2 separate regions of the Mus musculus genome follow, and region 2 is linked to region 1. Evidence: chromatin contacts called from public promoter capture Hi-C data. All regions are on one chromosome and are shown on one strand. Each heading gives the region's core, a stretch centred on a gene start, on an enhancer-like site or on the middle of the called end of the contact. The rest is flanking DNA. Distances are from core to core; before and after follow the strand shown.

Region 1 (4,032 bases), core at 84-2,583:
ATTCACGTTTACAGTGGGATAGAAGCTGACCCTGGTTTTTAAGTTTTATGTACGTGACGTTGAGACAGGGTCTCAACAGTGCTGGTTGGCCTGGAACTCCCTGTGTAGCCAAGGATGACCTTGAATTCCTGGTCCTCCTGTCCCTGTCTACAGAGTACCAAGATTAAAGGAATTGAGCCACCAGGTCCAGCACATTTAGTACTCTTTAGCACTTAATGTCCTGTGCTAAGTCCTCTTACATGGGCAAATATTATTTATGAATTTGATAATGTATAAGATAATATCTTCACTTACAAAGAAATAGGCTGCAATGTGGAAATTATTTAAAGGTATAAAATAAAACACTTAAAAATCATAAAATTAGCATCTACTTTTTTTTTTTTTTGTCTATAAAGTTTTGCCTTGGAGCCATATGAAACATTGTGAGTTAAGAACACCATTGGGTAGTCAGTCAGAACTCAAATCTGAGCCCTTTACAAATATGGATTTAATTTGTGTTATCCTCATTGTTGTGGATTAGAAAAGCTGAGTAAGGTGGTGTTAGACATTCGCCTTTGATTCCAGGTCTTGGCATTGAAAGCACAAGCTACAATAAAATGGTTTGTTCAGTGTGATAATAAGGTTGATGTTTTTTACACAGCATTATTAGCCTTATGTTGTATGAAACAAGGATGTTTAATAACAGGTTATAGATTTATGTGTTATTATTACATCATAAGCACCCAAGGCTAGTTCTGTGTCTGAAAAGCTGTACTAAACACCCTTAGCAAGTTCACATATTTATGTATTCAATCAATGTCTAAGGCTTCCTTCTTAATTAATTCGTGCTAATGAAATATTTTACAAAGCTAAGGTCAGACAGTTGTTTACCAGAGCTGTTAATGAATTTAATATGGAGCCCATACCTGAAGCCATGAGTTACATGCGAAGCATATTGACCCAGTGTGGCTACATTTCAAAGCTAAAATTACTCATTCAAAAAGTTCCCTCTACAGCTTGGACTAATTATTATGCCAAATTTACACGTTTATTGATTGCCTATAGTGTTTACTAAGGCTTAAAAGCTGAAACAAAGTCCTTGTTTTTACTGAGCGAAATAGGCAGCTTTTCAGATGATCAAAAACCAAAGTTGGGAAATAATCCTGAAAACCGGTGTAGGTGAAGGATCCCGCTCAACAACCCTCTGGTTGCTTCATTTCTGGCCTTGAAGTCCACGTCAGTCAATTCGCTTGTGGGCGGGACCTCGCCCCCCCCCCCCCCCCGCCAGTTCGCGAGCGCGCACGCGTTCCCGGGAGGCCCGCAGTGACCCCGAGAGCTTGCCGTCGCCAAGTGCGCAGGTATGACGTCGCGCATGCGCGGACGCTCGGCGCAGAGGCCTGGCGGAAGACAAGATGGCGCGGCAGAGGTGTTCCGCCCGCGGTCTGCGCCTCGTCGGTTTCTGAGCCGAGTTTTTCTGGAAGGGACGGCGGCAGGCGCCGTCTGTGCGCGATGGCCCGGCATCGGAACGTCCGGGGATATAACTACGATGAAGGTGGGTGGTAAGGCCGCGCCGGCCGTGACCTTAGCTCTTCCAGCTGTCTCCATGGCCGCTTTACATCTCCCTGGAATCGAGCATGGACCCCGGAGCCACGCTCGCAATGGGATCTTCGGCGGAGAGGGAGCGGGCGGAGAGCGAGCAGGACCTGAGAGGAACACCCGGGGAGGAAGCCGGCGTGTTGTCTGCCTCCTAGCTGAGCTAGTTCACCGACCGGGCAGGGGTGTAGCATCTCCAGGGCCCATAGGTGTGGCGAGGTCGGGATCCGATGCTGTTCGTATCCAAGCGTCACCTCTTCTTTCCCTGTTTCCTGCGGGGATCCCGCAATGAGTTCCTGACGTCTGTCTCATAAGCCCTCCTTCAGACAAGCCCACGAGGCCGTAGTTAGAAAAGAGGCTGGCTTAGCGCTTACCTGCGGCCGGCCTACTACAAACGTCAGATTTATTTCGTTGTCCCCGTGTCCCTGCGTTTTTGACTGCTCCATTTTTTTCCAACGGATTTCAAAACTGGGGACGTGAGAAACAGAAAAGATTCTTGTTTAAAAGGGCTCAAGAAATTGGGTCGATTTGCTGATGTTCAGGTGTATAAATTCAGTTATTGGCAAACAGTGCTTAATGTAGATTGATTTTAAAAAGGAAATGGAAAAATAACACCAGCGGGGAGGTCATGAAAAAGGGACTCGCAGTTTGTTGGCATTGAGTGGATGATAATAAGCATCATTTAGCATCACAGAAGCTAAAAATAAACACAAATGTAAAGTGATGCAAGAATCCTAAAGACCTGCTGCTTTTTAAAATGGAGAAGATGCAATGTTTACGCAGGCGGTTGTTATTAACACCCCCTTTGGGGGGATTGTGAGCTTCAGTGTCCTCAACAGGTTTGACCAACCAACAACCTGGGCTGCATCTGGAGACTTTGACCCAGTCTGCCTGGAATATCTTACTTGGCAGGCATTCACTGTAAGAATACATAGTGTCTGTATAAAAGGCCTGGTGGACCACTACCACTAAGAAATGACTTTAGTCTGGAAGAGATTGTGTAGCTGTGAAATAAGGGACATTTATTACCAATATATTTCCTCAGCCAGTGATAATTGACTATTTAAGGGTACTGCTTAACACATGAGGACTGTTTACAGTAACAGCTGGTTAAAGCATGAGAGATTCCACAGTGTGATGACAGTAATATAGAAACGATGCAAAAGAGAGGGTCTAAATTAGAAGGGAAGGGCTGGGATTTCTGTGTAGCCTCTGAGTGCCGAATACCTTCTTACCTTGGCTACCTGAGGTCAGGTTTGATTCCTTTGTAACAATCAGTGACATCATAAGCAAGCGTAGCCTGTCTTGGGATGTTCCTCCCTTCCTGTTCATAAAAGTTCATTTTCCATTTTCTTCTTCCCAGTTAGGCTTCCTTTTGGGCTTTCAGTAATTAAAACTTCACAAAAGTATTCTAATTTCATTAGAGTTAGTCTGTGGACAAAAAACCTGTTGGCTCCTCTGTGTAACACCTGCGTTACTTTACCGTTTAATTCCAAGTACTTTTCAGGACTGCCTCTATCTATAGGTTTTTGTTTTGAGACAGTTTCATGTAGCCCCTGTTGGACTTGTCATCGCGGTATAGCCAAGGGTGATGAACATAATCTTTCTGCCTCTGATTCTGTCTCCCAAGTACCAGATGATGGGCTGGCAGGCCTGGTTTATACAGTGCTGTTGGAACCTAGGACTGTGCATAAAGGGAGAGCAGCCGAGCTATGTTTGCAGACTCTCTCCCATAGTTTAACAGCCTTTAATTGTATGTCTGCTTCAGGCGTGGTGGGATACCTTACGTGTAGTAAATCCCTCCAATGTTTTGTTGAAGAAGTGAAGCACTTTAGGAAGACCACGGGAAGAGTTCTCTTCATATTTGTATATTGTCATGCTTGAGGTTCACCGAACTAGCAAAAGTGATTTATAATATCTAAAGATGTATGTTTTGGGGTTATGAGTGAAATTTAAATTTGGGATTACATTCTGATTTAATTTAATCTTACATGTTTTTATCCAGTTAAAGCAGTCACACAAATTTTCTTTGCCACAGCCCTTGGTCTTGGCCTTTAAGCATGTTGTTCCTGCTGCCTGCATGCCCTAGAAAACTGGCTACCTCTGTCCGTTAGAGTTGGTTTGGATGTTCTCTTCCTGGGGAAGTTCTCATTTTGCTCATGTGTGTTCCCATATGCTCCGTATTTCATGATGCCTAATCTTCGTGGAGTCTGTGATCACCCTTTTCTGGTTTGTGAGATTTTTGGCATTAAGAGAACTGGGAGTGTGTGCTCTTCTCTTAAGTACTGAAGTGTCTCCATAGTAGCCTCTGCTATAAATTTATATATGTTCCTTGCAGTTTTAAAGTCCTTTGATTTGTTAACCTATAAACACATTAAGTTAGTGGTCCGTGTATGCCAGGGACTTAAAAACGTTTGCCAGGAAGGAGCTGTGATTTCTCGTGCTTTGAAACACATCTTG
Region 2 (4,499 bases), core at 563-3,062, 2.6 Mb after region 1:
CTTCTTCTACATTGATTAACACAGGGACCCATAACTGGCACACATGCAGAGAGTAAGAAAGAGTGGAGTGCTCAGCTCTAAATGACAAATCTAAATCACTCACCTCCCCAAGGATCAAAGATGACTGTGGAGGAGGCAATGGAAAGAATGTAAAAGCCAGAAATAGTGAACATCTACAGTGAATTGCATTTGCACATTGGACATGAGAGGGCCCTGGCACACACAAACTCAGAACCTATAGACTGCATAAGACCCACTCTAGATCAAGCTGCCTAAAATTCAGCAAGGATGGAGGAGAGGCTGCTGAAGTCTCACTCCAGTGCAGAAGGTGGCAATTGGTTGCTGCTGGGGGAAGAAAGATAAGGTTTTATTTCTGTTTTTCTTTCTTTGGTCAAATTTTATTTTATTTTTATTAAATTTATTTATTCACTTTACATCCCAATGTCAGCCCCCCTTTTTTTCCCAGTACCCCTCATGCAAATCCTCTCTGCATTCTTCCCTCCTTTGAGAAAGGGGAGTTCCCCTCTAGGTATTGCCCACCCCCAGCCCTTACTCTGCCTCCTGCACATCAAGTCTCTGCAGGGCTAGGTGCATCCTCTCTCACTGAGGCCAGATAAGGCAGCCCAGTTAGGGAAACAGGATCCAAAGGCAGGCAGACAAGGCAGGCAGGCAGACAGCTGAGTTAGAGACAGTCCTCTCTTCTGTTGGAGGACCTGCATAATGACCAAGCTACAGATCTGCTACATACGTGCAGGGACCTAGGTAGGTCCAGCTTATGCTTGCTCTTTGGTTGGTGATTCAGTCTCTGGGAGCCCCCAAGGGTCCAGGTTAGTTGACTCTGTTGGTTTTCCTGTGGAGTCCTTGTTCTCTTCAGGTCCCTCAATCCTTCCCACAGCTCTTCCATAAGGCTCCCCAAGCTCCATCTAATGTTTGATATGAGTCTTGCATCTCATTCCATTGGCTGCTGGGTGGAGCCTCTCAGAGGAAAGTTATTCTAGGCTCCTGTCCTAGAGACTCCTTCCCCCTACCATCAACTATGGAAAACCTGGACTCATTTGGACCTGATATATATATATATATATATATATATATATATATATATATATATATATATATATATATAGAGAGAGAGAGAGAGAGAGAGAGAGAGAGAGAGAAGAGGTGTGAGAATGGGGGTTGGATTTGTGTGTTTGACTAAAACACATTATAGACCTGTATGAAATTCTCAAATGAAACAAAGGATGGCTGGAGAAATGGTTTAGTAGTTAGGAACACTTGTTCTTTCAGAAGACCTGGATTTGTTTCTCAGTATCCTTGTCACCACCAATACTCATAACCCCTGAAACTCCAATTCCACGGGGAAATCTGACACCGTCTTCTGACCTTCCTGGATTGACCTGACCAGTCATGGACTTGGTACAGATACACACATAGAGGCAAAATACCCATACAAATAAAACAAAACAAATCTAATTAAAATAAAACCCTCAGGCTTTTCTTAGACTGTTTTGTCCCTATTGCAGCCATAAGTATAAATCCTCAACAAATTGTTGATGTGATAGCTGTCTTCTAGAACACCACAGTATTTACTGTACTAATGGGAATATTGGTGTGCTAGTAAAATACCTTTAATTTAAAAATACACCAATTAAGAACTTGACCAGTACGTTTAGTATGGACTCAACTGGTTGGTTCAGTGATTTCCCTTTTAGAGATGAGTTGGCCTCTGAGCAATGTCAACAATTGCTGCAAACCCATGCTCATGCAATTCTGAACTTCTGCCAATCTTGCATAACCCTGTTCCTCAATGCCGTGTTCCATAATATATTCACAGGCAGCTGGCTGGCATCACGACTTGCGTCTGAATATTTTTTTTTCCCACTGAGATACAGTAGAAGAACCTTCTGATTTTCAGAGATCACTCTATTTTAATTATGGCTTCATTACATTTTCCTCAATGGGCAGTGAGTTTTGTCTTCTTTGCCCAGGCTGTGGGTTCAATGGACACTTTTATTGCTGCTGTGTATGAACATGCTGTTATACTGCCAAACAAAACTGAAAGTCCTGTTTCCACTGAAGAGGCTTTGCTCCTGATAAACAAGAACATAGACATTTTGGAGAGTGCAATCAAGCTGGCAGCCAGACAGGTAACACTCTTTTGTTCATGTCTGAGATGGGATATTGATTGCAGCTGGACAAGAATGTAGATATTTAAAAATGATGAGGAAACTTTTCTTTCCATGTCTGTTTTGAGCAGGGTGCACATATCATTGTGACGCCAGAAGATGGAATCTATGGTTGGATCTTCACCAGGGAGACCATTTACCCCTACCTAGAGGATATACCAGACCCTGAAGTGAACTGGATTCCCTGTAGAGACCCTAGGAGGTAACATCATGCCAAAGAGTAAATGACTCTGTCAACAAAGAGTTAACGATGAGATAGAGCAGTAATGTCACCAGGCTTGACTTGTTATTTTTTTCTGATGATTAGACAGTCTGTGGCACTGGCCTAATGCTTCATAGTGTCTGCTACTCACTGTGCCTTCATGTGGCAAATATCTTTGGCTAAGAATACTTGATTCATTACGACAACAGTTCTCTTTAAAATCTAGCATGTGAACTGTTCCCCACAAGTATGTTTAACTAAGTTTCAGCCAAGTGAGAATGGTACTTCTGGAACTTGAGCTCTCAAGTGCAAGTCAGTGGGTTCGCCCAGGAGCCTTCACAAGAAGAGTGAAATGATTAAGGAGCCTGTGTGCCTTGCCTTTTCCTTTGCCTTTGCCTTTTCCATTTCCTTTTCCTTTTCCTTTTCCTTTTCCTTTTCCTTTTTCTTTTCCAGTCACTGTTTCTAAGGTCCAGAGACACATTAAAACAACTACCTATGACTGTCTGTAAAGACATGGATACAGACAGATGGACAGACAGAGCGATAGAGACAGAGAGACACAGAGACAGAGAGATAAGAGATAGACAGAGACAGAGAAACAGAGACAGGCAGGCAGGGGCGAGAGGGAGAAAGGGAAGAGAGCGAGAAGGGGGTGAGTATCACGGCTGAAGGAAGTCCAACTGGAAACTGTTGAAAAATCTAAGGCCAGCTTTTAGATAATATAAATATACCACCTGAGAGTCTACAGGAAGACACTGGTTAGGCTTGTGAGTGGATCCATAGGGGAGAACACTGGGGAAACTGTGAACGGTTCCCAAGCTAACCCTTCCAGAGCCTGTGTTGCTAACACCGTGCCGTCACCTTGGTTCCACAGTAGTCAGTAAGGTGCATGGGAGTTTCAGGGGGCTTGAACAGGAAGCTTCCTTTCTGAGTCCACATCTTACTACCTCCCAGCTGAGTGGATGGGTACACAGCACAAATGTTTCTCTGTCTATAATATGAGTGCAATGAAATTCCATCCCTACTTTCCTTATAGAATAGACAAGAATGTCAAACAAAATGGTGTGTGTGACCCTTTACCCTGCAGTGTTCTTTTTAACATCTCAGGTCACAACGACTTCTTTTTGGTAGAAGAAAACATGTGTAAACTACTACAAACTTTTTTAATAGAGATTTTAGAAATTATTAATAAGTGTGGTTTGAGCATAACTTCCTTAAAATATATATTTAATTAAGAAATTATGTTTATTAATTTAAATGAAGATGAGATAGATTTGTTGGTGTCCTTACCTTTTAGCATAGTTCACAGGTGATTTTTTTTTAAGTAGGGAAATTTTAAAACTGCTTTCAGTTGCCAACTTTATATCTGCATGCACCCGTTCAGACTCATATCTATTGCCTTCAAGGCAGTGGTTCTCAATCCATGGGTTGTGATCCCTTTGCGTCAAACACTTTAACAAGGGTCATGTAAGACCACTGGAAAACACACGTATTTACATTATGATTTATAACAGCAGCAAAGTTATAGTTAAGAAGTAGCAACAAAAATAATTTTATGGTTGAGGGTCACCACAAGACGAGGAACCGTCTTAAAGGGCCGCAGTGTTAGGAAGGCTGAGAACCACTGCTCCGAGGAAGAGCTTTTAGACATAATTCTGGCCCCCTGAAGCCAGCTGGAAAGAAAATCCAAAGCTTCCATATTTGAGCTCTGCTATTTGAGTCAAGCCTCACCTTGAGACTTCTACCTTTGGGAAAATATTTTCCAAATGTCACATGATCTGTGTGTCCAGGAAGCGCAGGAGAGTGACTCCGTGTCTTCTTCCTGAAAGCTTCTCCCAGCACAGGAGGCAGTCATTACTTGCTGTCATTCTACTGCATGCGTTAACACATACCTCACTCTATGAGGTCACTCGAGCTGACACTCCGAAGAGAAGGTGCCCGTAAATCCGATAGTCATGCTTGCTTGAATTCTGTTAAGTCGGGAAGGCTTAAGTGGCTTATGAAATTCTAACACTGAATTGTTCCAATGATGAACATTCAGCTCTGAAGAACAAAAAGGAGGAAGTCAACTGGGTATCCGAGCTTATGACTGCAATCCTAGCACTCAGGAA

What was found. Promoter capture Hi-C pulls out the DNA fragments that hold promoters and counts their contacts.
Region 2: a promoter capture Hi-C map of hippocampal neurons shows a contact between it and region 1, with 6 times the contacts expected there. The contact joins the promoter of Vnn3 here to the promoter of Hbs1l in region 1. A contact is called at or near these places in 2 of 39 promoter capture datasets (hippocampal neurons and liver).

What each region holds. Positions count from the first base shown.
Region 1 is chr10:21,294,646-21,298,677 of GRCm38.p6, forward strand. It overlaps Hbs1l (Hbs1-like (S. cerevisiae)), which reads left to right and starts at 1,334. Exons shown (of 18, transcript NM_019702.2): 1 at 1,334-1,531. The coding sequence starts at 1,489.
Region 2 is chr10:23,849,650-23,854,148 of GRCm38.p6, forward strand. Vnn3 (vanin 3) reads left to right here and starts at 1,813. Exons shown (of 7, transcript NM_011979.2): 1 at 1,813-2,147; 2 at 2,258-2,388. The coding sequence starts at 1,935.